3 separate regions of the Mus musculus genome follow, and all the other regions are linked to region 3. Evidence: chromatin contacts called from public HiChIP or PLAC-seq data. All regions are on one chromosome and are shown on one strand. The core of a region is the stretch at or near the end of the contact, and the rest is flanking DNA. Distances in the headings are between cores, read along the strand shown.

Evidence for each region. HiChIP or PLAC-seq counts read pairs in DNA pulled down with a chosen protein or histone mark.
Region 1: a contact with region 3 is called in an HNF4G HiChIP or PLAC-seq map of pancreatic cancer cells. The contact joins two enhancer-like sites. A contact is called at or near these places in 1 of 115 datasets of contacts at active chromatin or transcription factors (pancreatic cancer cells) and 3 of 9 other capture datasets (adipose tissue, liver and pancreatic islet).
Region 2: a FOXA1 HiChIP or PLAC-seq map of pancreatic cancer cells shows a contact between it and region 3. The contact joins two enhancer-like sites. A contact is called at or near these places in 3 of 484 Hi-C or Micro-C datasets (embryonic stem cells, female germline stem cells and spermatogonial stem cells), 1 of 115 datasets of contacts at active chromatin or transcription factors (pancreatic cancer cells) and 2 of 9 other capture datasets (adipose tissue and liver).

What each region holds. Positions count from the first base shown.
Region 1 is chr1:36,094,607-36,097,306 of GRCm38.p6, reverse strand. All of the region lies in intron 1 of Hs6st1 (heparan sulfate 6-O-sulfotransferase 1), which reads right to left. Among named protein-coding and RNA genes, the nearest start is that of Hs6st1, 28 kb to the right of the region's middle. Within about 2 kb of position 1,411, at least 67 of the 459 cell types and tissues checked have an H3K27ac peak or open chromatin away from gene starts, as enhancers often do. A contact at or near this core is called in pancreatic cancer cells, where this site is marked.
Region 2 is chr1:36,324,786-36,327,502 of GRCm38.p6, reverse strand. No RefSeq gene overlaps it. Among named protein-coding and RNA genes, the nearest start is that of Arid5a, 18 kb to the right of the region's middle. Within about 2 kb of position 1,467, at least 72 of the 459 cell types and tissues checked have an H3K27ac peak or open chromatin away from gene starts, as enhancers often do. A contact at or near this core is called in pancreatic cancer cells, where this site is marked.
Region 3 is chr1:36,199,173-36,201,872 of GRCm38.p6, reverse strand. It overlaps Uggt1 (UDP-glucose glycoprotein glucosyltransferase 1), which reads left to right. Exons shown (of 41, transcript NM_198899.2): 11 at 108-168. Among named protein-coding and RNA genes, the nearest start is that of Uggt1, 44 kb to the left of the region's middle. Within about 2 kb of position 1,337, at least 31 of the 459 cell types and tissues checked have an H3K27ac peak or open chromatin away from gene starts, as enhancers often do. A contact at or near this core is called in pancreatic cancer cells, where this site is marked.

The DNA of each region.
Region 1 (2,700 bases), core at 162-2,661, 100 kb after region 3:
CAGGTCATTTCTGCTAAGGTGTATTAATTATAAGTCAGAGAGAGCCACGTGAAGGAGACTGAGCCAGCCCTGAAGGGCAAATGCTGCCTCCCAGGTGAGTGACTTTAAACAGAAACTGGTGCTGCCCACCAAGAGCATACAGCCTGGACACCTCTGCCATGCTGTGAGCTCTTGGACAGGTTCCCCCCACCCCATCCTAAAGTCCAAGGGTAGATAGCCACGGGCAGGAATCCTAATAGCTTCTTGTTAGAAGAAGATGCCTGGTGCTTGGGACCCTCCCTCCCAGTGCCCTTGTTACCTGGGAAAATCAGATGGAGCGCGGTGGATGGAGCAAAGGCTGAGGAGTGAGTCCCACTCACTGACACTGCCTCTGTAGGGTGAGTGAGGGCAGAGTACTCATTCCTGCCCTAGTATTCAAGACTCTTTAGGTACAGTCCCCAACCCCTACAGCTCTGACTGGGAAATGGGCAGACAGCAGAGCAAGAGGTCCCAGGGCTAACCTGACAGGAAGGATCTACATGTGACAACAATGACAGATGGACAGGTCTGTTGATCACTCAGCCCTCCAGTTTGCATCTGTTAAACAGACGGACAGAAAATATCTACTTAGGCCTATGAAGAGTTGGTGGCGTGGCATCTATTAAAGAACACTACTAGGATGGGGGGTGGAGGTGGGGGAGGGGGGAAACACATAAAGGAACACATAATCTTATCCCAGTGAGATGGGAGGCAGAGACAGGTGAGCCCTTGAAACAGCTCACTGGCTGGCTAGCCTAGAAGGACCAGGTATGGCTGAGTAGTTTCAAAACATCAAACTATTTAAAACCACCAAAGTGAGAAAGTACATCCTTACCGAGCGAGCTGTAGGAAACCCTGATACCCCCGAGGCTGGCAGCACCTAGTGGCTTAGTGGGAGTGTGAAAACCTTTGCTCACTTTATAAATGAGGCTGGCTGCTTTACCAAGAGGCCTTACTGCCAAAGAGCCACACCCACAGAGAAACTGAGCTATTGTGTGGGTATCTGGACTGCGTCCATGAAGGTCCCTAAAGTCTCTCTTCTCCTTAGGACAAGGCAGGGAGTCTCAGTCCCACCCTCGGAGAAGTGCAAGCTATTTCAAAGTTCCTAGAGCCCTGCAGAGCCCACGAGGCGCAGACAAAGCCCAGGAGAGCTCAGGGCTGCCCCCTGGCCCAGCTTGTGTGCTGATTGGGCATGTCAAGGCACAGGGGATGCCCCTTCCCCACGGCACACTTCCTGGTTGCCTGATGGAACAAGCCCAACCCTTCATTATGAGATACCCACCCCAAGCTCACTACCTGGAACAAGAGGACTGGCCTCGACCTGGGACACTAGGCCCATGAATAGTTTTAACCTGGCTCATATCAGTAGGGCTGGTAATGGCTCAAGGGCGGTTCTGGGAGAGCCCCGCCCAGGGAGAGGCTGTAGTAGGAGGGCATATCAATGCCTTCAAGCAGGGCAGAGCATAAAGTCAGATCTACCAGCTACCAGCTCTCTTGAGGGAAGAGGGGATGAGTGGCTGGGTTTAGGGGCTCTCACTTACTGTGACACCCTAAACAGTGTTCTGCTTGCATCCTCCAACATATGGGTGGGGCCTCGTCCTGGCATCTCTGAGGCATCTAGGCAGGGTTCCAGTGAGTGGGACTCTCTAGTGAGAAGAGAGGCTGCCTGGGGCGTCGTGCCAGGGAAGAGGGGAGTAGGAGAGGCCTGCTGTAACTCATTCATAGTTCACGCCCACCTGCCTGGTACTTTCTGGCTCCTGATGCTGGGCAGGCAAGATGTGGCTTCTGCCTGCATGCATTCATACTTTGAGGTCAAGAGAAGGTGACAGAACTCCGTTTCTTTGCTGGGTGTATGCAGGAAGGTGGGCACGGACCTGCTCACTCAGCCTGAGACCTGCCTCCAGAGCTGGGTTTCTCCCTGTTGGAGCTGAGAGCTGGGGACAGGGGAGGAAGGGCAACTGGCTCTTTTGGTCTCCTCGCCTCTGTGGGGGTGGGTGCTTCGAACTCACACTGTTCTTTCTCACATCTTCATGGTCTGCAACTGATTTACCCTTTTCCCCCACAAATACCAGGCCAAAGAGGGGAAACAGAGGCCTCTGACGGGGTGGGGTGGCTGTGCTGGGCTCTGCCAGTGTGTGCAGAACATGTAGTTGACTGGGCCAAGGCACCCACAACCAATCTCCATCTGCTCCCGCCACTGACCAGGCTGCGCCCAGCTCTGGTTACCTGTGCCAGGAACTTTGGTATCTACACACAACCATAACCACACAAAGCAACATGCAGTGTGCCACGGCTTGCCAGGAACATCCCTGCCAGGATTGGAAGTGCACAGGGATTATAAGCCAGAGTCAATGACATACTGTATTTGGAGGTTACATGGCAGTTGGGAGACATAGGCTGGGGCCTGTTAGTGCCCTGGGTAGATTTTTCTTTGCTTTCCTTGTATTTTTCCATTTTTTTAATAACCAAAGAAACAAACAAACAAAAAAGTATACAATCTGAAGTGACTCCAGAAAGTTGGCCTCTAATACACACACACACACACACACACACACACACACACACACACCACCTCCACCAAATATACACACATACAATGAATTAAATGTACAAAATAGATACTATGTCCAACAATGGTAGGTTACTCTGTATCTTAGGAAGTCCAGAAAGGGTCTAAAGACC
Region 2 (2,717 bases), core at 218-2,717, 130 kb before region 3:
CCTCTCCCAAAGCTAAGGGTTCGGAGTGGGGACTGTCTAAGTCCGAGGTGAAGCAGAGTTGCTCTTCTGGGTCACCATTCTTCTAAGCCTTTTGGGCCCTGCACATGAAAGCGTCCTCTGGGAATTGCCAAAGCAGCAAGTTTCACACTGGTGATGCACACCAGTGGGCACTTGTGCTACTCACAGTGACTATAGACCCCTGTTGCATGGGGTTGTAGCTGGCAGTTGGTCTAATCAGGAGTTGGAAGTGAACACAAAGCTTGGATTGCCCCTAAGAACCAAGTCAGGGCGGGGTGGGGTGGGGTGGTGCAGGGATGCAGATGTGGGTGGAGAAATGGTAGATGCTTTGAGGGCACCTAAGAGGGAAGCCAGAGTTCCTGGGGAAGAGGCTCCAGGATGAAGATGGGGGACGCATGCAAGTGGAGGAGAGAATGGTTTTCAGGCAGATGGAATCCCATGTGTTTCCAGAACTGTTGGGGGTGTGTGACTGCCAGAAGCCTGATGGGGGGACACCCCAGAGCTCAACCCAGGCAGGAACTGCAGAGTGTGGATGCAATGGGGGAGGGGGAGACCAGAAGCCTGAGGAAGGAAGAAGTTTCCAAGCAGACACTGGAGTTTGAATCTGGGGACAGTACAGAGTTGTGGGCCACATCTTAAGTGCAGTGAGCTGATGAGAGCTGGGTATGGCAGGCTTATTTTAACTTGTTCCTAATGCATCCAAGGCCATTAGCCCCATATCAAATGTACAATGATTGGAAGTTCCACCTCTTTAGCCCACCCATCTCTCCCACCTAGTTACCTCTGAAAGAACCATTCCCCCTTCTGTTCACCTCCTTTGCTTCTCCCTTCTCATTTTCCCTCCCCTCTCTATTACATTTATCTGTTTGTTGGGGGGGGCATGCATGCTATGGCGCACATGCAGGTCAGAAGACAACATCCAGTAGTTGTTTCTGTCCTACCACATGAATCCAGGGGTTCAAACTCAATCCGTCAGACTTGGAAGCAAGACCGTAAACCTCTGAGCTCTTTTGAACAGCTTTCCCCTAGAGGTTCCCTCCCTGACTATTACCCAGGCTTTCAACTGTAGCTCCTGGGCAACCCATATCCAAGCCAGGCTTTCTTGATTGGGCTCCCAGTGCAAGCGAGTGATGCTTCCCTATTCTTCATTCCTGTGGGAGGGAAACCACCAGAGCCAGGCTGAGATGTGGCAGTGAGGTCAGGGAACTTGCATCAGACAGCCCATCATCAAGCCCCAGACAATGGTACGGATGTGGCAGGTGAACCTCCACTCCCCTTCCAAGGGCCTTGGCAGACATTACTAATCAATTGCATCACTTTCGCAGTGAGTCAATCCAGAGCTGCAGACAACCACAAAAGTTGGCTTGCCATTCTTGACCCAGACACTATCCAGAAGTCAGAGTCACTGACTCAGAAGGCAAGGTAAAGGGTAGTGGTCAGAACACATGCATGGGTTTCAAAATGCTAAGGTAAAGGACAGGATAAGGCATGGCCAAGCTAGCAAGGGAAGTAGTGACTCACATTCATCAGGACTTAAGTTTACAGAGGGCTTTCTCTAAATACCCTGGCTCTTGGGGTTAAATGACTCACTTCCATACTACAGATGAGACAGAGAAGTCCCAGAGAAAGGGGGGTGCACCTGGTGCCACACAGTATTCTGATCCATGTGGCATACACTTTCTCTGAGCCTTAGCACAGGTAGCTCAAGACCCAGAGTCAGCTTCTCCTCTAACGGGTCACCCAGAGCTGAAACCCATGAGAAGGTGAGAGACAGAGCCCACCCGTGGCCTGCTGCTAGTGGTCTAACCCCTGAGTGGACACAAACTCAGGGAACATTTGCTGACAGGAGACACTCTGGAGATCTCAAATATTACTACTTAAACAGAGCTGCAGGGGTAGCTCATTGGGGCATGTCTTTGGAGGTTATACCTGGTTTGTGTGTTCTCTCCCTCTCCCTCTCCCTGCTCCTGTCCCCTTGCCTCCCCTCCCCCAGTTGTCTACCCTAAGACAAAGAACTTCCAGTGTCTTGTGGTTCTGCCACCCAGTGGCCATGGGCTAAATAAAACCTCTGCTAATGTAGGCAACAACAAATGTGATGGTTTGTATATGCTTGGCTCAGGGAATGGCACTATTCGAAGGTGTGACCCTGTTGGAGTAGGTTTGTCACTGTGGGTATGGGCTGTGAGACTCTCATCCTAGCTGCCTGGAAGCCAGTCTTCTGCTAGCATCCTTCAGATGAAGATGTAGAACTCTCAGCTCCTCCTACACCATGCCTGCCTGGATGCTGCCATGTTCCCACCATGATGATAATGGACTGAATTTCTGAACCTGTAAGCCAGCCCCAATTAAATGTTGTCCTTATAAGAGTTGCCTTGGTTATGGTGTCTGTTCACAGCTGTAAAACTCTAAGACAACAAAACCTCCCATCTCTCAAGTTACTTCTGAAATTATTTGGTTATGATGATCAGCAAAGCAAGTGACACAGGATGCACATTGAGTCCTTCCTCCAGGGCCTAGGGTTTGGCTGTCCCTCATGCTTTGAGCCACTCGGGAATTCTCTTGTCTACATTAGCCTTCATTTCTATTGCTTGCAAGGAAAGGACCCAAGATTGTCACTGGCACACTGGCTGTGGGAAAGTATAGGTCATAATCTATTTGGCTTCTAGCTTCTTGGCCGTTCCTTTCTACCCCAGGGCCCA
Region 3 (2,700 bases), core at 88-2,587:
TTTTATAATTTATTGAGTCATATGGTTCATGTCTAAAAACAGGAAAACTGAAGACCTTTATATGGAATGCTAAGCTAAACACTGATCACACTTTTATCCTTTTTTAGAGCAATAACGAAAACGGCTGTGAGCGCGCAGCTTAGAGCGGAAGTGGAAGAGAACCAGAAGGTATTGCTGACTGTTAGAAAGTACTCCACTGTTGTAGAAGACACTCCTGGGCTGTAGCTTTAAAAAATGGAGAGACTTGAATTAAGTTCGTAGCATTTAGTAGTATTCCTCTTAGTAATACTATTATCATACAGTACTTTTTATCAGATTTGTAGCATTTTGTTTAGGAGAGGCTCCTGACTGGAGGTTGGGGGTGCGGTCAACAGGGAGTGTGGGCCTCCTAAGTCTTTAAGCCTTTCGTTCCTGCCTTTGGTGCATTCCACGTGGAAGCTGGGCTCTTGTCCTCCTTTCCTGTCAGCCCCACATGTAGTTCCTGGAGGCTGCCAGGATGCTCACTGCTCCCTCCTATCCCTTTGTTCCAGAATCCATCCATTGGCCTAGAGCTGTGGGTGTGTTCAGCTTATCCATCTATCTACCTGTCTGTCTGTCCATCCATCCGTCATCCATCCATCCATCCATCCATCCATCCATCCATCCATCCATCCATTCACTTACGGTTTTTCAAGACAGGGCTTCTGTGTTCCTGATGGTCTTAGAACTCTGTAGATCAGGTTGGCCCTGAGATTGACCTCCCTCTGCCTCCCAAGTGCTGAGATTAAAGGCGTGCGCCACCACACCTGGCCTCAATTAGCCGCTTTTACCCCTAGATTTCATTATGGGTAGGACGTTAGTTAATTAAGTAGATTTGAGAAAGAAAGAAACCAAATACTTCACACATATTTACTAAATTAAAAACATCACCATGGGTGGTGGTAACTACACCTGCAACCTCCAAGTGTGAGAGTAGAGGTAGGAGAACTGGAACTTCTTGGTCCATCCATTCGTGGCTATGTAGTGAGTTTGAAGCCAGCTTGGGGCACATCAGTCTCTGTTTCAAAAAAACAAAAAACAAATAAAAACACTCAATTTAGTAATTGCATGTACATTTATTTTCCAGAATAGCAGTGTTAACTATACCTTTGAATTTACGATCCCCTGTTTACTGCACTAAGGGTGGTGGGGTCTGGGAGAATAAAGCCTGAAAATGAAGTGGACTAAAGTCTCATGCTAAGCCAGCCTTACTCAGAGTGTCAGACAGTTTGTACTCTCAGGGTTAAGAAGAGTCACAGAGTAAAGTATCCAGTCCTAAGGGCAAACCACATGCGGCAAAGCCATGTTTTTCTAGAGAGGTGAGTAAACAAATAACAATAGCCAGCTGTATTGAGCAGCCTGACGTGACTCACCCCTATCCACCACACCTCAGAGGAGCACAGAAACAAGGACAATTCTGTATTTTCGAAGGAACGGAGGTCACAAGACTCTTGTTTTGTTTTCTTAGAGTTTTCTCACAAGCACTTGGAATTTCCCTCACATGACTCCATTCATTCTTGGTCCATGTTCTGACAGTTCCACATGCCAGGGAGGCAGAATATTAACTTATGTGAGCTATATTGGTATTTCTTGGATTTTTAATGTTTTTGAGTAAAGCATGTTATTTAAAAATGCTTAAATACATGCACACAAAATTCTTAAAGATGAAACACAAGTGTGCATGAAATCTTAAATCCAGTGTGATGAGTTTTCTCACTGTGAAATCTCCTCTGTGTTTCAGATCTTGATCTACATTGGGTTGTATGTACAAGCTCAGAATTAGTCTTTCTTACCATCTCAGAGGCCCAAGCGAGCAGATTTGAAACTGTCCTGTGGAGAAAATTCCAATTCTTTTCTATTTTATTTTAAGTGTGTCTGTGTGCGTGCGTGTGTGCGTGCACATATAAGTATATCATGGCTCACTATTGAGGTCAGAGGACACTTTGAGGAGACATTCTTGTCTTTTCCCTTGCTGAGGCAGGCTCTACTTGTTTCTGACGCTGTACTGTATGCTCCAGGCTGGTTGTGCTGTAGGCTGGGTTAACAGATGTATGTACACTGCCACGTCTGGTGTCTCACATGCACTCTGGGAAATGACTTGAGCTGGCTTGAAGGCTAGTGCTTCTGCCTGCCTGCCCTTCCCTGGTTTGGAATTCCAGTCCTTAGCTGCTTCAGCTTTCCATCATTTCTGTGGTTTTGTTGTTTTTGTTTTTAAGCAAATTTTGTTGTAGTTCATATTTAAAACCTTTTATGTTTTTTTTTGAGGTTATAATATAATTACATCTTTCTTTCTCTTCCTTCCCCCTCCCCCTCTTTATTCTTTCAGATATATAGCCTCTTTTGTCATTGCTGTATATGTAGATGTGTGTTTTCTATATTTTTGTGTTCTCATATTGTTTTCTGATTGATGCTGCCGTGTCTGTGAAGCATGAGACACAACAGCTTCTCACTGTTTGGTTTTCCCATGCAGTGCTAGAATTCAGAAGTATACCTTTTCCTAGTCCTCTGAGTACTGGAAAGTGAAGGTGTTCTCAGAGTTCATCCAAAATTCTGTTGTTGGTATCTGGTAACTCCTTTTGCACGGCACTCTACTGTCTAGCAATATTGTATCACTGTACTGTCTCGTGTACTGTACCTCTGTCCTGTCTAGAGAACTGTATCACTGAACTGTCTAGAGAACTG